Linked DNA regions of Mus musculus: regions 1 and 2 are each linked to region 3. Evidence: chromatin contacts called from public Hi-C and promoter capture Hi-C data. All regions are on one chromosome and are shown on one strand. Each heading gives the region's core, a stretch centred on a gene start, on an enhancer-like site or on the middle of the called end of the contact. The rest is flanking DNA. Distances are from core to core; before and after follow the strand shown. Region 1 holds the start of Zfp141 (zinc finger protein 141). Region 2 has its middle 33 kb from the start of Gm51480. Region 3 holds the start of Zfp658 (zinc finger protein 658).

Region 1 (3,930 bases), core at 44-2,543, 1.1 Mb after region 3:
TATTAACATATCCTTGTTTACCACTATTCTTTCTACTATTTTCACAAAAGCAAATAAAAGGTATCAGTCTATATGTTCATCAATACAGACAGATGTATAATTAAACTCTATTATAAATTTAATGGAATTTTATTAGGTAATCAAAAATGAAACCTATAGAAAGATGGAATAAATTGGAAAAGATGAATGAGGCAATTGAGGATTATTAGGAAGACAATCACAACATGTTCTCTCTCATGTATAGACACTAACTTCTGATTTTATGCATGTGCAGCTTCAGCTTCTGCCTCTCGTTAGTAAGTCATCACCATCTATGAGGCAAGTGCTCCATTTTCCTGGTGAATGAGCTGTGGTTCAGTTTACTTCTCAGCAAGAAGAGAGTTCTATTCTCTGGGGATCATGAGATACCTCCAGCCAGAAGCACATGATGGTTCATCTCATATTTTCACTTTTAATCTTCCATATGGCTTCCCTTTCCTGTTTCCTGATAATCCTTCCTAGTTTTCAATCTTTGAAAAATGAGAAAAGGTCAGGTGTGGTGGTAAACAACTTTAATCCTAGGACTCAGAAGAAGACAGAGGCCATGAGATGTCTGAGAGTGCAAAGCCAGAATGATCTCCATGGCCAGTTCCAAGCCTGTCAAGCCAACAAAGTGAGACAATCTCAAAAAAAAATAAATGAGAACCCTTTTAAGGTCGGGTGAAAATAAAGAGAAAAGGCAAAGAAAAGGAGAGACATTGGCCAAGAGCAGTTGTTATTCTTGCAGATGTTCTGGCTTCCATTCACAGCACCCAGATGAGGACTCAAAATCACCTGTAGCTCCAATCCCAGGGGTTCCTATCATTTCTTCTGACCTCCACAGCCAGTAGGTATGCACGGGGGGCATGATTATACATGCAGGCAAAATATATGAAATAAGTCTAATAAAAATTTAAAAATCACTAGAAAAGATACTTTTATGAGGATACAATGTTAGACTCCTAGAAGTAGATACAAATACTGGTAGGCAACAACTCCCGTGGCCACGTGAGACAGCCTTGGGCTTTCAATACATCACCTTCCACCAGTCTTGCCTGGTTATAAGGAACTGAGGCACTTTGATGGTAGCTTCCTTATCACTGGAGCGTGAGTGCAGCCATGGTACTTTCTGAAAGAGCAAGAACCACTAGATGAGCCATAGTAAGTATTGGCAAGATTTATCTCTGCCAGTGGTAGCGCGCATGCGCGCCGTCCCCGAAGTGGGAGGCGTGTAAGCCGTGATAACCATTACAAAACAACCGGAAGTGACCTAGGGGCGCACAACTTCTTGGATCCAGATGTAGTTTCCTGCTCGGACCGCTTGTGCTTGGAGTCTGGACAGTTGGGGTTGTGCATGTCTGCGGGTGGACTTGGTGCCCCACGTGCTTTGTGCCGGGCTCTGTGAGTTGCAGCGTGAGGTGAGTGACCGTCAGGCTGGCAGGACACCGAGCTGTCCCGCCGCGGTTTGTGTTGCCTGATGGCTGCAGGTGGGCATCAGCCCTGTTTTCATTCTTCTCTTGCGGGGTTTTCGCTTTTGTTTTGTCACTTACCGATATGCTCTGCTGTGGGATTTTGCCACATCGTTCGAGAACGTTGTGTGTTCAGGGACACAGTTTGGGCAGGAGTGAGTGCATGGGCGCTGCAGGATCCGAGCCTGCGATCAATGTGCGGTGCTTGTGAGGGCGACCGCGCTGCTTTCTGGTCCCTTTGTGTTTGCGTAGCTGGTAACTGGAGAAAAACTCCAAGGAGTAAGAGAAAAAGGGAAAATGAATTTATGTATGTTTTCGCCCAAACTGGGGACGCAGTATCTATGTCAGTCTAAGCAGTATTAGCAATAGATTGCTTTTATTGAATAGAAGGAACTGTATGAAAACCAGGGAATAGGGGTAAATTGTTTAGTGTGGTCCCAGGCATCCTACCTAGGATTTAAGCCTTAGTTTCACCCCAGACACCAGGTGTTCTGATCATTTCCTCCCGGTGTTAAATTTCCTATATGGAGCTGGAGCTGAAAACAGAAAAGGGATTAAAAAACAAAAACAAAAACCTAAACCGAATTCAATTTTCAATTTCTGTTGTCAGTTTACATAACTATAGGGGTTCATATGTGTGGCTGGGAGCAGAAAGGTGTGCTCTGGGGGCTGGTGAGATGGCTCAGTGGGTAAGAGTACCCGACTGCTCTTCCGAAGGTCCGGAGTTCAAATCCCAGCAACCACATGGTGGCTCACAACCATCTGTAACAAGTGACTCCCTCTTCTGGAGTGTCTGAAGACAGCTACAGTGTACTTACATATAATAAATAAATCTTTAAAAAAAAAAAAAAAAGAAAGGTGTGCTCTAAAGAGGTTTTAGGTCAGAAGCCTAGGTTTCTGCTTCCAAACAGGCAAGGGCCAGCCTCAACCAGTAGCCTCCTGTAGAGACCAGTGAGGTGAAAAGCAGAAAGCGGAGGGACTGAGATGTGGATGAGCACTGTTGGGTTCCCACTATCCACATTCACACTGTGGCTTTGAGCTGCCAGGAACTGCAGTTCCTAGGAACCCACTGCTCCCCTCTGGCCTCCTGGTGCACACACTGACAGGCAACACATCCCTATAAGTTTTTCCTCTTTCTTTCTTTCTTTCTCTCTCTCTCTCTCTCTCTCTCTCTCTCTCTTTCTTTCTTTCTTTCTTTCTTTCTATAGAAAGAATAGCCCTTAAAAACAAACAAACAAAAAAACAAAAACTGTTTCCCCAGTGAGCTACTTTCTCCACCTAACCCCCCCTCCCACACACACCATTTGGTAAAAAAAGAAAAGAAAACCAGAGGGTGAGACTCCACACATTGGTTACATTAAGTAGAAGAATAGTTAAAGTGACCTAGTGACCCTATGTCTGTCTCTAGGGCACAGATTTAAGGTTAAGTTTAGAAATCAAGCATTATGTATTAAAGTAGTGCTGCAGGTTGTGGTGGCACACGACTGTCCTGTAATCTTAGCACTCTACACTCGGAGGCTGCAGGATGACTGCATTATGGAGGCTGGGCTGGGCATGAAGTAGGCTAGGAGTCAGCAGAGTAGTAGTAAGAGCCAAAGTGTAGAAGACACGCATAATGCTTTTTAGTAAAAGCAGATTTGGGTGTGTGTTTCATTTTCAAGGTTTGTTTTTATTTTACACATATGAACATTTGACTGGTTGTATATAGGTGCACCAAGTGTGTGCCTAATGCCCAGAGAAGCCAGAAGAGGAGATCTGAGACCCTGGAATTAGAGTTGTGAGCCCCATGTGGGTACTGAACCTGGGACCTCTGTAAGATCACCAAATGCTCTTTGTCAGGTGTATTATAAGGAGATAGGCAGCATTTAGTTCAAGCCTCGCAGAGCCCAAGTTTGTCAAATTTCATATTGCTTGCCAGCCTCATGTCTGTGAATGAAAATAGATTAGCTCAGGAGAACAAGGCCACTCAGAGACATGTGTCTTTGACATGTATTGCCCTTGATTTTAAATTAAAATTTGTTGAGGGTTGGCCTCATGCACTGTGTATTCAAATGCTGACTTCTGTGCCCTGAGATCTGCTTAAAGCCCAGACATGGGCATTGTCATGAATTTTGAAGAATCGCCTATATCAATGTGATGTAAAGAATGTTCCCCAATTAACTCAAATGGACTGAATAGCAAATGACTGGGCAGAGTAGAGAGGAAGATTAGACTTCCAGTCTCAGCCAGGAGTCCCGGGGGAGAAGAGCAGGGAGAAGGAGTTCACCATGAGGCAGGTGAGGGTACAAGAGAAGAAGGCCATGAGGTAGAGGAAGAAGGGGATTGTTGCTATGAGGTCAGGCATGAGGAGGCTTCACCAAGTGCGTTCTCCATGTGCACCCCTAGCTACACCAAGGAGCCAAGGAGAGACTAAATGTAAGTAACTCGGTGTGTGTGGCTGGGA
Region 2 (3,910 bases), core at 1,039-3,538, 2.0 Mb after region 3:
AATAGCTACTAAAAAGACATCTGAAAACTGAATAGCACCATTATTAGATGTATGGTATCACCTCCTCTCTGACTCTACCACGTCAACTCTACACCCAAAGAATGGACATCATACTCACTGAGGTTAGGTGAACAGTCGGCTTGGGCCGTGCACAGAAAGCACCACATACCACATACCATGTTGTCACTGTAAGTTTCAAAACCAAAGACGGTTCATATGATTAAATTTAAAAGTGGCAGTTTTCCTAACCTGCCTTGCTCCCAACTAATTGAGACACAGATCTACTGATTTAGTCATTAAGCTTTAATCAGAATAGCTGAGCAAAACTTTTAAGCCTTGATGCTACCTAGCTACTCTACTTCCCAGCCACACACTCCGAGTTACTTACATTTAGTCTCTCCTGGGCTCCTTGGTGTAGCTAGCGGTGCACATGGAGAACCCCCTTGTTCGTGAAGCCTCCTCATGCCTGACCTCATAGCAACAATCTCCTTCTTCCTCTACCTCATGGCCTTCTTCTCTTGTACCCTTGCCTCATGACATTGCCTATGGCTGGGGTATAAGCAGATCTCTGGGCACAGAAATCAGCATCTGAATACACAGTGCATAAGACTAACCCTCAACAACGTTTAAAATCAAGGACAATACATGTCAAAGACACATGTCTCTGAGTGGCCATGTTCTCCAGGAGGCTGGCAAGCAATATAGAATCTGACAAACTTGTGCCCTACCAGGCTTGAACTAAATGCTGTCTATCTCGTCATATGCTTGGCAAAATTGTTGTAGTAAGAGAACAAAAAAAAAAAAAGTCATAAACGATGGCTCAGAGATTATGAGCACTTGGTGACCTTGCAGAGGTCCCAGGTTCAGTACCCACATGGGGCTCACAACCTCCTCCACATTCCAGGGTCTCAGATCTCTTCTGGCTTCTCTGGGCATTAGGCACACACTTGGTGTACCTATATACAACCAGTCAAATACTCATTCATATATGTAAAATAAAAACAAACCTTGAAAATGAAACACACACACAAATCTGCTTTTTCTAAAAAGCATTATGCATGTCTTCTACACTTTGGCTCTTACTTCTACACTGCTGACTCCTAGCCTACTTCATGCCCAGCCCAGCCTCCATAATGCAGTCATCCTGCAGCCTCCGAGTGTAGAGTGCTAAGATTACAGGACAGTCGTGTGCCACCACAACCTGCAGCACTACTTTAATACATAAAGCTTGATTTCTAAACTTAACCTTAAATCTGTGCACTAGAGACAGACATGGGATCACTAGGTCACTTTAACTATTCTTCTGCTTAATGTAACCAATGTGTGGAGTCTCACCCTCTGGTTCTCTTTTCTTTTTTTACCAAATGATGTGTGTGTGAGGGGGGTTAGGTGGAGAAAGTAGCTCACTGGGGAAAAAGAATTTTGTCAAAGGCCTATTCTTTCTATTCAAAAATTTTTTTTAAAAAGAAAAAGGAAAAGGAAAAGGAAAAGGAAAAGGAAAAGGAAAAGGAAAAGGAAAAGGAAAAAATTATAGGGATTGTTGGCTGTCTGTGTGTGCACCAGGAGGCCAGAGGGGGAGCAGTGGATTCCTAGGAACTGCATTTCCTGGCAGCTCAAAGCCACAGTGTGAATGTGGATAGTGGGAACCCAACAGTGCTCATCCACATCTCAGTCCCTCCGCTTTCTGCTTTTCACCTCACTGGTCTCTACAGGAGGCTACTGGTTGAGGCTGGCCCTTGACTGTTTGGATGCAGAAAACTAGGCTTCTGACCTAAAACCTCTTTAGAGCACACCTTTCTGCTCCTAGCACAGGCCAGCCTCCAACTTAGCCACACATATGGACCCCAATAGTTATGTAAACTGACAATAGAAATTGAATTCGGTTTAGTTCTTTTGTTTGTTTGTTTTTTGTTTTTAAATTCCTTTTCTGTTTTCAGCTCCAGCTCCATATAGAAAATATAACACGGGGAGGAAATGATCAGAACACCTGGTGTCTGGGGTGAAACTAAGGCTTAAATCCCTGCTTGGATGACTGGGACCACACTAAACAGCTTACCCCTATTCCCTGGCTTTCATACAGTTCCCTCTACTCAATAAAAGCAATTGCTACTACTGCGTAGGGCGACATAAATACGTTTGGTCCCAGTTTGGGCCAAAATGTACATAAATTCATTTTCCCGTTTTCTCTTACTCCTTGGAGTTTTTCTCCTCTCACAGACCACTTACCAGCTACTCAAACACTAAGGGACCAGAAAGCAGCGCGGTCGCCCTCAACAAGCACAGCACATTGATCTTAGGCTCGGATCCTGCAGCGCCCATGCACTGACTCCTGCCCAAACTGTGTCCCTGAACACACAACGTTCTCGAACGATGTGGCAAAATCCCACAGCAGAGCATATCGGTAAGTGACAAAACAGAAGCGAAAACCCCGCAAGAGAAGAACGAAAACAGGGCTGATGCCCACCTGCAGCCATCAGGCAGCACAAACCGCGGCGCGACAGCCCGGTGTCCTGCCAGCCTGACGGTCACTCACCTCACGCTGCAACTCACAGAGCCCGGCACAAAGCACGTGGGGCACCAAGTCCACCCGCAGACATGCACAACCCCAACGGTCCAGCCTCCAAGCACAAGCGGTCCTAGCAGGAAACTACATCTGGATCCAAGAAGTTGCGCGCCCCTAGGTCACTTCCGGTTGTTTTGTAATGGTTATCACGGCTTACACGCCTCCCACTTGGGGGACGGCGCGCGTGCGCGCTACCACTGGCAGAGGTAAATCTTGCCAATACTTACTATGGCTCATCTAGTGGTTCTTGCTCCTTCAGAAAGTACCAGGGCCGCACTCACGCTCCAGTGATAAGGAAGCCATCATCAAAGTGCCTCAGTTCCTTACAACCGGGCAAGACTGGTGGAAGGTGATGTACTGAAAGCCCAAGGCTGTCTCACGTGGCCACGGGAGTTGTTGCCTACCAGTATTTGTAACTACTTCTAGGAGTCTGAAATTGTATCCTCATAAAAATACCTTTTCTAGTGATTTTTAAATTTTTATTAGACTTATTTCATATATTTTGCCTGCATGTATAATCATGCCCCCCGTGCATGCCTAGTGGTTGTGGAGGTCAGAAGAAAGGGTAGGACCCCCTGGGATTGGAGCTACAGATGATTTTGAGTCCTTGTCTGGGTGCTGTAAATGGAAGCAACTGCTCTTGGCCAATGTCTCTCCTTTTCTTTGCCTTTTCCCTTTATTTTCACCCGACCTTAAAAGGGTTCTCAATTATTTATTTTTGAGATTGTCTCACTTTGTTGGCGTGACAGGCTTGGAACTAGCCATGGAGATCATTCTGGCTTTGCACTCTCAGACATCTCATGGCCTCTGTCTTCTGAGTGCTAAGATTAAAGTTGTTTACCACCACACCTGACCTTTTCTCATTTTTCAAAGATTGAAAACTAGGAAGGATTATCAGGAAACATGAAAGGAAAGCCATATGGAAGATTAAAAGAGAAAATATGAGATGAACCATCATGTGCTTCTGGCTGGAGGAATCTCATGATCCCCAGAGAACAGAGCTCTCTTCTTGCTGAGAAGTAAACTTTCCTTTTTAAGTTGCATAATAAAAACAATTGCAGAACTAGGTGTACATTAGAAATAATGGTAAATGGGGAGAGACAATAAAATAGGGAATGCATCCAGCACTGTAAATAAATCAGTAAACCTAATGTAGAATATGAGACTAAAGCCAAGGATAATGTGAGGTGTCTACACATAGGGTAAGTATTTGCACTCTAGCCCTGGATGGTCTAGAACTATTTAGGCCAAGCTGGCCTTGAATTTAACTCTGATCTTCTTGTCTATACTATTCAAATGCTAGGATTACACAGCAATGTGTCATCGTGGCCAGTTCACAGATGGTCT
Region 3 (3,972 bases), core at 228-2,727:
TTTTTCTGAGCTTTGCTAAGCTGTTCAGACACAGCCCTCCCCAGTCCCCAACTTTTTGAGACATGGCCTCACTGTGTTGCTGTAGCTGGCCTGCGGCTCTCTGCTTCCTGAGTGCTGGGACTAAAGGTGTGCGCCATTGTGCCCAGCTCTCACGAGAGCTCTTTTAAGCATGCCACCAGCATTGATACAACCATTTCTCTCTCAGAAATGACAACTAAGCTTATGGGCTGTTCCAGAACACACCCTAAGAGGAAGAGCAGGACCAGTCCCGTTCCTTCCCTACTCTAAACCACACCCAGTGCCCATGATCTCGGGCGGTCTCTGTGTGCCCAGCACCCAGAACCCTTTCTCCTTCTGAGAGCAGAGATGTGGTGCAGTGTGGTGTGGTGATGGCCACTCCTGGCTCTCTGTGCCTGTCTAGACATTTTCGTTTTCATCTATGCCCACATTGACATCCTGTTTCTCTTCCTTAAATTCAATGGCTCAATCCCTTCCCTGACTTGGAAACCCTGCACATAAACACCAGGCCCTCGACACAAAACATTTCTCCCTTGTCCACAATGTTTTTATGGTACACAGGACATATTCACTGTCATTCTGGACTTTAAGTAACCTCTGATAAGTGGACTGACCACAGGATTAATTTAACCACGGGGTTAAAATGGGCATACCTAGTTCCCCAGAACGTTATTACTTTGGCAGCCAAGATGACAATTTACTAGTTTCCAGAGAATCTTCAATAAACTCAATAGTGATACCCAAGGAACATACAACCTCCAATAAGGACACAGGGTCCTTCTGCTCAAGTGCCAATCACTGACTCTTATTGTGACCATATGGTCTCAGCAGAGGCAGCATTGACCCGCCTCATGTCCCAGCCCTCACATAAAACGGCCCGGGGATTAGGATTTGCCTTTTAAACGTTTGCTTTGCAGCGCTAGCTCTCTACAGGAGACTACATGCTGGGAACGAAAAGGTCCTGTTTTACAAGCCTTGCTACCTGCACAAAGGCTCAACTTGCAGCTCCGATGCCTGTGCCCTCTTTGCATATGCAAATCCCCTGGCTTTTGTTCCACGTGTTCTTAGTATTAGTTCCGCAGGCAGAAGCCACAGGCTGACCGAGAATGGCTGGCTTTCCCAAATTAAGCCCAAACCACAAATAATCTCATTTTCCATTTGTATCTGCCTGTTCTCTTCTCGCAGGCTACTACTAGAAAGCAGCGCGATCGCCCTCAGAGACGCTAGCCCCAGGCTTGCGGTAGCTGGCTGCACTGTCTGTCTCTCTCAGCAACCCTGCTCTCCCAACTCCCATAGGATTCCCACCCCAGCTCAACCAGGGCATCCCTCCAGTAGCTGTGTCAGCTGTCACTCAACACAAATCAGCGCTCAACAGCACAGCATCCTCCCTGCGCCCCTGCCGCTCACCTCTCACAACAATGCAGAGAACTCTGCACAGGACGCGCAGTGTCCCTCCCTGCGACTTCCGCCCCCGGGCCCTCAGTGTTAGAATCCAAACTCTCCTGGAGTGCGGGCAACAATAACAGAACTGATCTGCGCGGAGATTTAAGCGGATATGACCGCTCGAGACCACTTCCGTTTACTGCGAATCAGTGTTCTTCGCCACCCTCCCACACCCCCTTTTTTCCCCTTGTGGAGGCTGGCGAAGCGCATGCGCGCTACTATTTGTGACGCTACAACTTGCCAATACTTCACTTGGATCTTCCTGTAGTTTCTGTTCCTTTAGGAGCTGTCATGGCCACTCCCACAATACAATGATACAGGGACCACCATCACAGTGTGCACATAAGCAGGCAAAGCTTGTGGACTGTGACACAGTGAAAGTCCAAGGCTGTCTCATATTTTCAGGGGATTTTACTTCCTACCTATACGTGTATATCAGTTATTTCCAAGAGACCGGGATGCTGCATATTACTAAAAATACCATTTTTTTTTCTGTATATTCTCAGGGACTTAAAAGATTTTTTTCCTCTAAACTAAGAAGTAAATAAAAAATAAATTAATAAATATAAAGAAAAAAAAAACTAGGTTTGTTGGGAAATGGGAATTGAAGCCATGTGGAATCTTTAAAGATGAAGGTCTGAAATAAATGTGACACTGAGGCTTTTCATGGGGACCAGAGGTGGAGAAAATCTGTTGTCAATGACAAGTGTTTTTATTTTAATTCTTCATTATTTATTGTGTGTTTTGCATATATAAGAAATAGTGTAGAGGAAGGTGGAGAGGGAGATAATGATAAATGGTGAGAGATCAATTGATGACGAAAACGTGCAGTACAGTAGAGGGAATAAATCCATAGGCCAAAGTCGAATATCTGAACAAAATGAACGATTGTGTGCAGTATCTCAGGTTAGCGTTCTCTAGTTCTGTGTAGACAAGAGTATAGCATTGAACATGGTATGATCCCCTGCTTCTGCTTTCCAGGGCTGGGGGGTGGGGGGGATATGCCATCATGCCTAGCTTCACATATGATTTTGATTGTCTTGAGAACAAATTATAGTACTGGTGCTCTTGTGACCAGGGTTTTGTGTCCAAAGATACAGCTCCGGGGGTCCCAAAAAGTAGTCTCAGCCACCCATCACCACATGCCAAATTATATTAAACCACATAAAAGTTAATATGCAAATATCAACTTCTGATCGATTCTCTGCTACATCTTAGCATATGATTGATACCCACACGCACTTATTGCCTCCCGGGCACCACCTTGCTCTTCCACAGGCTCTCTCCTTATGCTTATGACCTCTCTAGGCTGTAAATGTGGTACAGTGCCCATCTGTCTTGCAGCCTGAGTCACAGTCAGTCCACCAGGAAGATGGAGCACTTGCCCTGTGGAGGTGATGAAGCACAAAAGAAGCTGAAACTGTATGCCTCTCCTTCTTTGTGCTCCATGAGACTGACCTAATGGGCAGCTGAGGAAGTTGCCCTGTCCATACCATAAAACCACCCCATGCATCAGGAGGCTGAACCACAGATACCCTGAAAAACATTGTAGGTCAGGCATGGTGGAACACAACCTTAATCCCAGCACTTGGAAGGCAGAGGTAAGCAGATTTTTGTGAGTTCCAGACCAGCCTGGTTTATACAGTGAGTTCCAGGCCAGCTAGGGCTACACAGTGAGATGCTATATTAAAAGAAATAACAGAAATGTATACAAAACAAACTGTCTAGGAGGGTAAATTAGGTACCTGGAAGTAGTTGCTACAGTACTCAGGGCACAACACCTTAAATTGGACCTGAGATGTTTTAAGCATGAGGTGGAGAACAGAATTTTCCAGAAAAGAGTGGAAGTGAGGGTGGATAAATAAGGAAGTTCATAATAAATTCCTGGAGCTGCATGTGAGAGAGGAGGTCCCGTGATGGTGAGATTATAGGTGTCACCCAAATCCCAAAGAAGGAGCTGAGCTGGAAATGACTGTGAAAGAGCATAAGCAATTATTTATTTATAAATAGGGTCTTATGTGCCCCAGGTTAGCCTCAAATTTCCTGTGAAGCCAAAGATCAGCTCAAGTTCTGATCCTCCTGCCTCCACCTCCTGCGTGGTTAGATTACAGGAGTATAATGTATGCAGTGCAGGATATCAAGCCCAGGGTTTCTCCCTGGGCAAGCATTCTGCCAACTGAGCTAAGTCCCAGAGAGGAGCGGAGTGAATGGCCACATAAGCATTTTAAGTACAAGGCTGAGATGATCATAGACATACTTCAAAAGGATTAGCTTTCCTACAGGAATCAAGGTAAGGCTAAGTGAAGATTGGATGGTGGCCAGATCTGCATTGCAGAAGGACTGGAGACAATAAGTGCAGCCTGAATGGAGGTTACAATAGTAACACTTTTCTGCTCACCAATGGTCTCTAAACCAGGAAGGTAACACTGTACTGAGATCTTTGTAGTGTAGTGTACACTTTATAGTGTACTGAGTAATACAACTTGGATGTAGTAATAAATTTCAATATCA

Evidence for each region. Promoter capture Hi-C pulls out the DNA fragments that hold promoters and counts their contacts. A called contact is a pair of places that touch in the nucleus more often than the background predicts.
Region 1: a promoter capture Hi-C map of hippocampal neurons shows a contact between it and region 3, with 3 times the contacts expected there. The contact joins the promoter of Zfp141 here to the promoter of Zfp658 in region 3. A contact is called at or near these places in 5 of 39 promoter capture datasets (the C10 cell line, the HPC-7 cell line, frontonasal cranial neural crest and 2 more), 1 of 115 datasets of contacts at active chromatin or transcription factors (large pre-B cells) and 1 of 9 other capture datasets (adipose tissue).
Region 2: a contact with region 3 is called in a Hi-C map of CD8 T cells, with 7 times the contacts expected there. The contact joins the enhancer-like site here to the promoter of Zfp658 in region 3. A contact is called at or near these places in 4 of 39 promoter capture datasets (the C10 cell line, cranial neural crest, hippocampal neurons and 1 more) and 1 of 484 Hi-C or Micro-C datasets (CD8 T cells).

The regions. Positions count from the first base shown.
Region 1 is chr7:42,503,116-42,507,045 of GRCm38.p6, reverse strand. Zfp141 (zinc finger protein 141) reads left to right here and starts at 1,293. Exons shown (of 7, transcript NM_001309388.1): 1 at 1,293-1,436. Gm35353 (a long non-coding RNA gene) reads right to left here and starts at 1,219. Exons shown (of 3, transcript XR_391403.4): 1 at 253-1,219.
Region 2 is chr7:41,598,024-41,601,933 of GRCm38.p6, reverse strand. No RefSeq gene overlaps it. Among named protein-coding and RNA genes, the nearest start is that of Gm51480, 33 kb to the left of the region's middle. Within about 2 kb of position 2,288, at least 373 of the 459 cell types and tissues checked have an H3K27ac peak or open chromatin away from gene starts, as enhancers often do. A contact at or near this core is called in CD8 T cells, hippocampal neurons and pre-B cells, where this site is marked.
Region 3 is chr7:43,559,875-43,563,846 of GRCm38.p6, reverse strand. It overlaps Zfp658 (zinc finger protein 658), which reads right to left and starts at 1,477. Exons shown (of 5, transcript NM_001008549.2): 1 at 1,426-1,477.